Linked DNA regions of Danio rerio: region 1 is linked to region 2. The links are chromatin contacts, called in public HiChIP or PLAC-seq maps. All regions are on one chromosome and are shown on one strand. Each heading gives the region's core, a stretch centred on a gene start, on an enhancer-like site or on the middle of the called end of the contact. The rest is flanking DNA. Distances are from core to core; before and after follow the strand shown. Region 1 holds the start of adra1ba (adrenoceptor alpha 1Ba). Region 2 holds the start of havcr2 (hepatitis A virus cellular receptor 2).

Region 1 (3,845 bases), core at 1,034-3,533, 99 kb before region 2:
AAGGCTGCATTTTTTTAACAGAAATATTGTAAAATATATATTTAAAATGCTATCACTGTATTGATGCATTTTAATTTCAGTAATGTTTGAAGAACGGTAAGTTAAACAGAATGTATTTCAAATAAAATATTGTCACATAGTTAATTTTTATGCAGTGAGTTTTGATAAATTTAATGTGTCCTTGATGAGTACTCAATTTTTTTACATTGCTAAAATAGTAATTTCACAGTTTTAACAACAACAACAATAATAATAAAATAAAACAAACAAACAAATAAATAAAGATAAATACAGCTTTTTATGAACAGCAAATAATCCTATTAAAATGATTTCTGAAGGATTATGACATTGGAGCAACAACTGATGAAAGTTCATCTTTAAATCACAAAACTTGCAAATATATTCACACTGAAATTATTTATATATATATATATATATATATATATATATATATATATATATATATATATATATATATATATATACATTAAAATGACTGTTTATTGTTTTTTGAACTAATAAATTAAGCTTCTGTGAACAAAAGTAACTTCTTAGTGTAGTGTAGAAACTGGTAAATGGGATGTTTTGGAGTAGACATTGCCTTTTTTTCAGTGTAGTTACTGTTTAAAATTTGACAGGTGGAAATTAACAAGTCTATCTAAGTTTATTTGCAGCATTTTAAGATTGCACTTCATAATTTTAACACTTTATGATCATTTTATGAATGATTTACATGGCCCACTGGATCTTGATCAAACTAAACCACATTAGACCTAGCAGTACTGCAAAACACTGTTAAAAGCTACTAACAACCTTCCAATAGGAACACAAGACATACTTTGCAATAAATAAATAAATAAATGAATAAATGAATAAATAAATAAATTTGGGAAAGTCGTAACACCAAAGAAAACTAAAAACGCAAAAGCTATGTTCTGTTTTACAAACGTTTATAAATTTGATAAAAATATGGTAAATGAAATTAAACAACTTTAAAGATTTGCTAAAATAAAGACACACTTGATGTTGTCAATGAAATGTAGGACAAGGGTGCCTAGAGTTGCAAGAACTCCTCAAAATGTTTGTATTAAGCGAGGTTTCAATGAGTAAAAAATATACTTACCTATGGGTAGCGCGAGGAAAAATGGTAACCAGCACAGGATGAACATGCCAACAACAACACCAAGCGTTTTAGCAGCTTTCTTTTCTCGGGAAAACTTAAGTAATTTGACTGTCAGCGAGCTCCTCAAGTGACCTTTGGTGCAGTCCTCCTGCGTCTGAGAGCCTTTATAATGAATCCGGAGCGTCAGCTCGTTGGAGTCCATGTGCTCCTTCATCACTCCGGCCTCCAGGTTTTTCGTGGTTCTTTTGGCAACTATGTAGACGCGGCAGTACATGGCCAGAATCACCGCTAACGGGATGTAGAAGGAGCCCAGAGAGGAGAAGAGCGCGTAAAACGGCTCCTCTGTTATGAGGCAAACTGTGTCATCCTCTGAAGGGGGTTCTTTCCACCCGAGCAGGGGTCCTATAGAGATGACGAAGGCGAGAACCCAAACACCCAGCATGGCCAAGAGTGCCCGCTTCTCGGTCACAATGCTCGGGTACTGCAGCGGGTAGCGCACCCCGATGTAGCGGTCGATGGAGATCACGCAAAGGCTCATGATGGACGCGGTGCAGCACAGCACGTCCACTGCAGCCCAGATGTCACAGAAGATCCTCCCGAACACCCAGTAGTTGAGGATTTCACGCGTGGCAGACACCGGCAGGACAGTTGTGCTCAGCAACAGGTCAGCCATCGCTAAATTAATGATGAAGTAGTTGGTCGGGATGCGCAGGTGCCTGTTGCACACTACAGACAGAATAACGAGGATGTTGCCCACGATAGCAAACACAATAAAAGCGCCCAGAACCATGCCCAGTGGAAGCGCGCGGCTAAGGCTGAACGAGCTCGGTGCGGTCCCATTTCCAGAGGAACTAGAATTGGAGACGTCGGACAGTTCGGAGGACGCATTGCTTAAGAAGTTCGCGGCATGATCTGTATCAGAACTCATCTTGCCTCTGCAGTGCCTCCATACCAAAGTAAGCGCAGGTTTCACCTTCAAATGCGTAAATTATGTTGTATACCAAACAGACAGTAAAGACCAAGGCTTCAAAGGATCCGTAAGTTCTGTTGCGCAACGAGCGCGAAATAGAAAAAGAGCATAATTGTAAACGTTGCATAAAGTCCAGTTGGAGATGCGCGTGTCCGGAACTTGGTGGTGTGAGTTCTCCGCAGTGTCTCTCCCGGTGTTCCCGGCTGATCCAGCGCACTGTCTCTGACCACTCCTGCATTCGCCAAACTCCCTCCCCTATGGAGACTACAGGCAATCAGACCAAGCAGACCGGTGCGCATTTACGGACTATTAACCTGTGCTTCTGTGGCAAGCCGTTGTAATGTTTATTTCTTAAAACTTGTCACTATCTGTATTGTTTCTTTATTGTAAATAACTACTAACTAACTTTTCAGTCTCACTACTAAATATTCATTATAAAATAGAAACTTGTATTTTGGAACAAATAGGTAAACTTAACATTTAGACATACTCTGGGATTTCATAAAATACATCAAGATCAGAAATGAACAAAACAACTTGTATGGCATAAAATAATTTACCAAGCATCCAAACCAATGCTATATGTTGGGCTGAATAACCTGTATGTTCATACATGTGGTGTCATGTTTATTAGTTGAGAACTCATAAAAAGCTTATAAACTGTGTAAATAAGACAGATTTCCTCCATCACACATCTGTACAAATAGAGATCTGCTGGAAGGAGGCATGTCATGTGTAATCTGTAATGGGCAACCAGGTTCCAAAAATGTTATTTCACAGGGATTAAAAAAAAAACATTGTTGGTTCCCTAAACCAAAAGAACCACATTTTCTTACTTTAAAGATTATTTCTTTAAAATTATATTAAGAACCTTTTGTGCAATCGAAAGTTTCTGCAGATGTTAGAGGCTCTTCATGGAACCATCAATGCTAATTAAGAACCTTTTACAGAACATGTCTCTGCCCCTTCAAGATGCTTCTCATCTGCTTTTTATTTGATGTGCTTGAGCTTAACCACTCTCACTGACAGAGCGCTGATGAAACCAAACGCTATTGGCTATTTTTTATAAAGGGGAGGAGCTTCTACAGTATATGTTATTCCCTGTCTTCATGTTTCAGTTGAGATTATGTCAAACTGAATAAAAAATGCACATTTCAAAGCACTCCATGGGACCTTTAAAAGGTAAGCTTGAGCATTCCTTTTTTTAAATAATTAAAAAAAAATATTTTCCTGTTTTTAAATAATTTAGATGTCTTTGGTTCGTGTAGTGTTCATATTTCAGTCAAAACTGGAAGTGGTCAGAGATTCAAAGATCTCTTGGTCATTTTGTGTGTTACTTGGCAGGTTTGGTTCTGTCTCTGGTGTGAATTTACTGCTAGTCTGGTCCATTTTAATAAGTCTAGACATTGCCAATACTGAACTCTGGTGCACACCAAACAAGTGGACAAAGCTGAAAAGACGAGACTTTAACTTCCAAACACACTCTGCTGTAATTTGTCTGAAATCTGAATGCAATGTGGATCAAGGACATCTATATAAACCGAAAATAGGATGTGATGTTGGAAGATGTGTGTAGCTATAAATCCCATGTGGTGTCTCCAAACCTGAAAAGCTGATAAATTAGGGTGTGACTAACCAGGTTTCCATCCTAACATAAAATAATTATTTTCAAAGCATTTAACTATAGTATTGGTAATTAGTAACCAACAGAAAACAAGGCATGCATCAGGAAACAACTAATGAACCCATTTC
Region 2 (3,770 bases), core at 1,016-3,515:
CATAAAGTGCATTTTATTTTATATAGGATTTTTACATTGTTTTGTCTTCCTCAGCCAGGGGATTAGCAAACTGTCTATCATTGAGGAAATTGTCTTCCATGTAAAATGAAAGGGTAAGTAGCTCCATTACAGTAATGCTCTGAAAGAGACAACCAACAGAAGGAGCCTGCCAAACAAACCACAGGCAGGACAGCAATGGATTGGATTTAGTGCATGATTGTAGCTGATGTGCAACACAAGGCTATGGCTTTGTACAGTATTTGAATACTGAACTTGAGTTAGAGAGGATCGATTTTTCCTCTTCTCATAGAACCAGAATTATTAAATTCTTTGAATACTAAAATTTAAAAACGATCTTGGCAAAGCCAACAAATTCTCTTTCAAATATGAGCGTTATAAGAGTATGTCATTTGAGTATGTATGTAATTACTTAATTTTAAGGAATCTGAGTGCATAATCCAGATTCCATGTAATAAGTCAACATCTATAATTAAATTGTCCAATATATGAAACAACAATATAAAAATTCAAACAAAATAAACAATCCAAATTTACTCTCCCTCAAGCTTTTACAATCCCTTTTAAATCTAATGATTCTTGTGGATTTAAAGCCAGCGCTGTACATTTTAATGTGGGAAAAGCACCCGTTTTTGAGACCCAGCCACAACAACAACAACAATCAGTTAAAGTAAGTTTGGCCTTTGTCTTGTGTGCAGCCCTGTAAAACAGGAGGTCATGGTTGAAACTTTTTTGTTCCATGTGACCCAGATGTACTTTAAAAAAGCAAAATATAAATATTCTTAAAAAATACTATGTACATGTAAATTCATAAAGATGTGCCTAATTACCAGACAGGCTGGTCTGAGTATTTCAGAAATTGTTGATCTACTGAGATTCCCACACAACCATCTCTAGGTTTTACAGAGAAAATATCCAGTGAGCAGTAGTTCTGTGGGCGGAAATGCCTTGTTATTGCTAGTGCCAAAAAATTGCCAGACTGGTTCGAGCTGAAAGAAAGGCAACAGTAACTCAGATAACCACGCGTTACAACCGAGGTATGCAGAAGAGCATCTCTGAACACACTGCAAGTTGAATCTTGGGGTGAATGTGTTATAGCAGCAGAAGACCACACAATGTGCCACTACTGTCACCTAAGAACAGGAAACTGAGGCTACAATTCGCACAGGCTCACCAAAATTGGATAATAGAAGACGTCACCTGGTCTGATGAGTCTTGATTTCTGCTGCAACATTTGGATGGTAGGGTCAGAATTTTGACGTCAACAACATAAAAGCATGGACCTATCCTGCCTTGTATCAACGGTTCAGGCTGGTGGCGGTGGTGTAATGATATGGGGAATTTTTTCTTGGCACACTTTGATCCCATTAGTACCAATTGAACATTGTGTCAATGCCACAGCCTAACTAAGTATTGTTGCTGACGATGTCGATCCCTTAATTTACACAGTGTACTCATCTTCTGATGGCTACTTCCATCAAGATAACGTGTCATGTCATAAAGCACGAATGATCTCTTGACTGGTTTCTTGAACATGACAATGAGTTATGTACTGTACTGTACTTAAATGGCCCCCACAGTCACCAGACCTCATTCCAATAAAGCACCTTTGGAATGTAGTGGAACGGGAGCATCATAGATGTGCAGCCGACAAATCTGCAGCAACTGCGTGATGTTATCATGTCAATATGGAGCAAAATCTCTGAGGAATATTTGCAGTACCTTGTTGAATCTATACTATGAAGGATAAAGGCAGTTTTGAAGGCAAAAGGGGGTCCAACTGGTACTACTGAGGTGTACCTAATAAAGTGGCCGGTGAGTGTATAATACAATTTATTGTGACTTTAAAGAGCAGCACTCAAAATAAAGTGTTAACTTAAACCTAAAATTCTAATGAGGCTAAACAACTTTTCTTTTTTTCCCACCATTGTAATTTCAGATTGAAATAATTATGGAAAATATAAAAAACGAGGCCATTTTCAAGAATCAGGACACATACTGGAAACCTGATTGAGTTCAGTAGAGGTTAACTTTACCAGAACGTTATGTCATTTGTGCTTAAACCGAGCCTGCCGTCTCAAGGAAATATGACTGTCTAGACGTGAATCGGCCTCTTAGGATCTGTAGTGTCAGCAATGCCAATGTGAAACACAACGACCCCTTAAAAGGAAGGAAGCGGATGAGGATCCTTCTATGGTGTGTGTGGCATTTCTTTTAATTTATTTTTTTTTTTTTTGTTGAATTAGATTAATGGAAGCCTAGGGGAAATTCTGGAGCAGATTTTTACAGAACCATCGCTTAGATCATATACAAGAACTGGCAGCTAACCACTGATCTTCAAGCCATCTTCTGTTAATTATGTTTCAATACATGCTTTTCCTGTGACTATGACAAATCAGAAAGTTTGCCAACAAAACTGAATGCATATAGAAAGCATATTTAATGCCAGCAAAGTGTCTACGTTTATATATCAAACACTATAAATTGTGTAAATACTAAATGTCAAAATATGCTTAATAGCTTGATATGTATGAGTGTGCATTGATATGTAATCTATACATAATCATTCTATGTGACAAAAACCTTTTAGAAAAACAAAATCATAAAGTAATTCTGCCCAAAAATATATAAACATACAAAAAAAAAAACATTTTTCTTCTTGTTCAAACTTTGTATTTAAACTGACTTTAAACAACACAATTCTTAAGTTTTTTTTTGTGACAACTTAATTGTTTGATGTTCAATCAACATAAATGTTTAAAAAACAATTAAGTTAACTTAATCGATTTGTGTTGGAACAACATGAATGAATTGTTTTGAATCCTGCATTTTTACAGTGTATTTAAGGCAGAGTTACTTTATAATTTATTTTCTGAAATGTTTTTGTTATTAAAAAATCTAATATTGTATATTAAATAATTAAATTGTAAGATTATTTTATAGGTTTGCAGATGATGTAAAATTATAATATTGTGAAATGATTAAGTCTGGCTTTAGAACCAATAGCATGTTGAAATGAACCCATTGGCAAGAATCCCTCATGGAAAAGAGAAGTTGTATTTTCAGCATATGAGCCATCAACACATGAAATAGCGACTAGTGAGTGTTCCGCAGCAAAGAAAATGATTGTTTTTCTTTTTGTTATCACTTCAAATATATGTTTTGCAAGTAAGTGCCAATACTACTACTTTCAATAGCGTTATAATGTCCAGTATAGTATATTATGTTTTATACCTGTGCAGTTTTACTTGTCTTCTCATCTTTTGCTTACTTATTAGCACAGTTATATGCTATGCAAAACTCTAGCAAAACCTAACAGTGTTTATGCCTAAAGGCCAAACAACTTGCTGTGAATTTAAAATACTGAAATGTACCAAAACTTTTGGTATTTTACTTAAAACTAAATAACAATATTTTATATATATATATATATATATATATATATATATATATATATATATATATATATATATATATATATATATATATATATATATATATATATATATAATTAGTAACTGCAGTATGGTGCATATTGTGCTGTATGACACTAAAACCAAAAATGCTGTTTTAGTACATGTTATATATAGCCAATTGTCTAGATTAAGCCTTTTTTGAGGGAAAATCTATAACAATATATAGAATGCATGAAGAAATTAATAATTTGCTTGATTATGTATGCTAAAACTATAAAATATGAATTGTCCGTCTGTTTTTGTGCTATAGCCTGCAGCGAATCATCAAAGTTGGTG

The links. HiChIP or PLAC-seq counts read pairs in DNA pulled down with a chosen protein or histone mark.
Region 1: a contact with region 2 is called in an H3K4me3 HiChIP or PLAC-seq map of embryo, with 2.6 times the contacts expected there. The contact joins the promoter of adra1ba here to the promoter of havcr2 in region 2. A contact is called at or near these places in 2 of 4 datasets of contacts at active chromatin or transcription factors (caudal fin and embryo).

The regions. Positions count from the first base shown.
Region 1 is chr21:32,324,754-32,328,598 of GRCz12tu, reverse strand. It overlaps adra1ba (adrenoceptor alpha 1Ba), which reads right to left and starts at 2,283. Exons shown (of 3, transcript XR_012397227.1): 1 at 1,124-2,283.
Region 2 is chr21:32,226,167-32,229,936 of GRCz12tu, reverse strand. havcr2 (hepatitis A virus cellular receptor 2) reads left to right here and starts at 2,265. Exons shown (of 6, transcript XM_009295516.5): 1 at 2,265-3,186; 2 at 3,745-3,770. The coding sequence starts at 3,141. It also overlaps a transcript of ppp3ca not described here.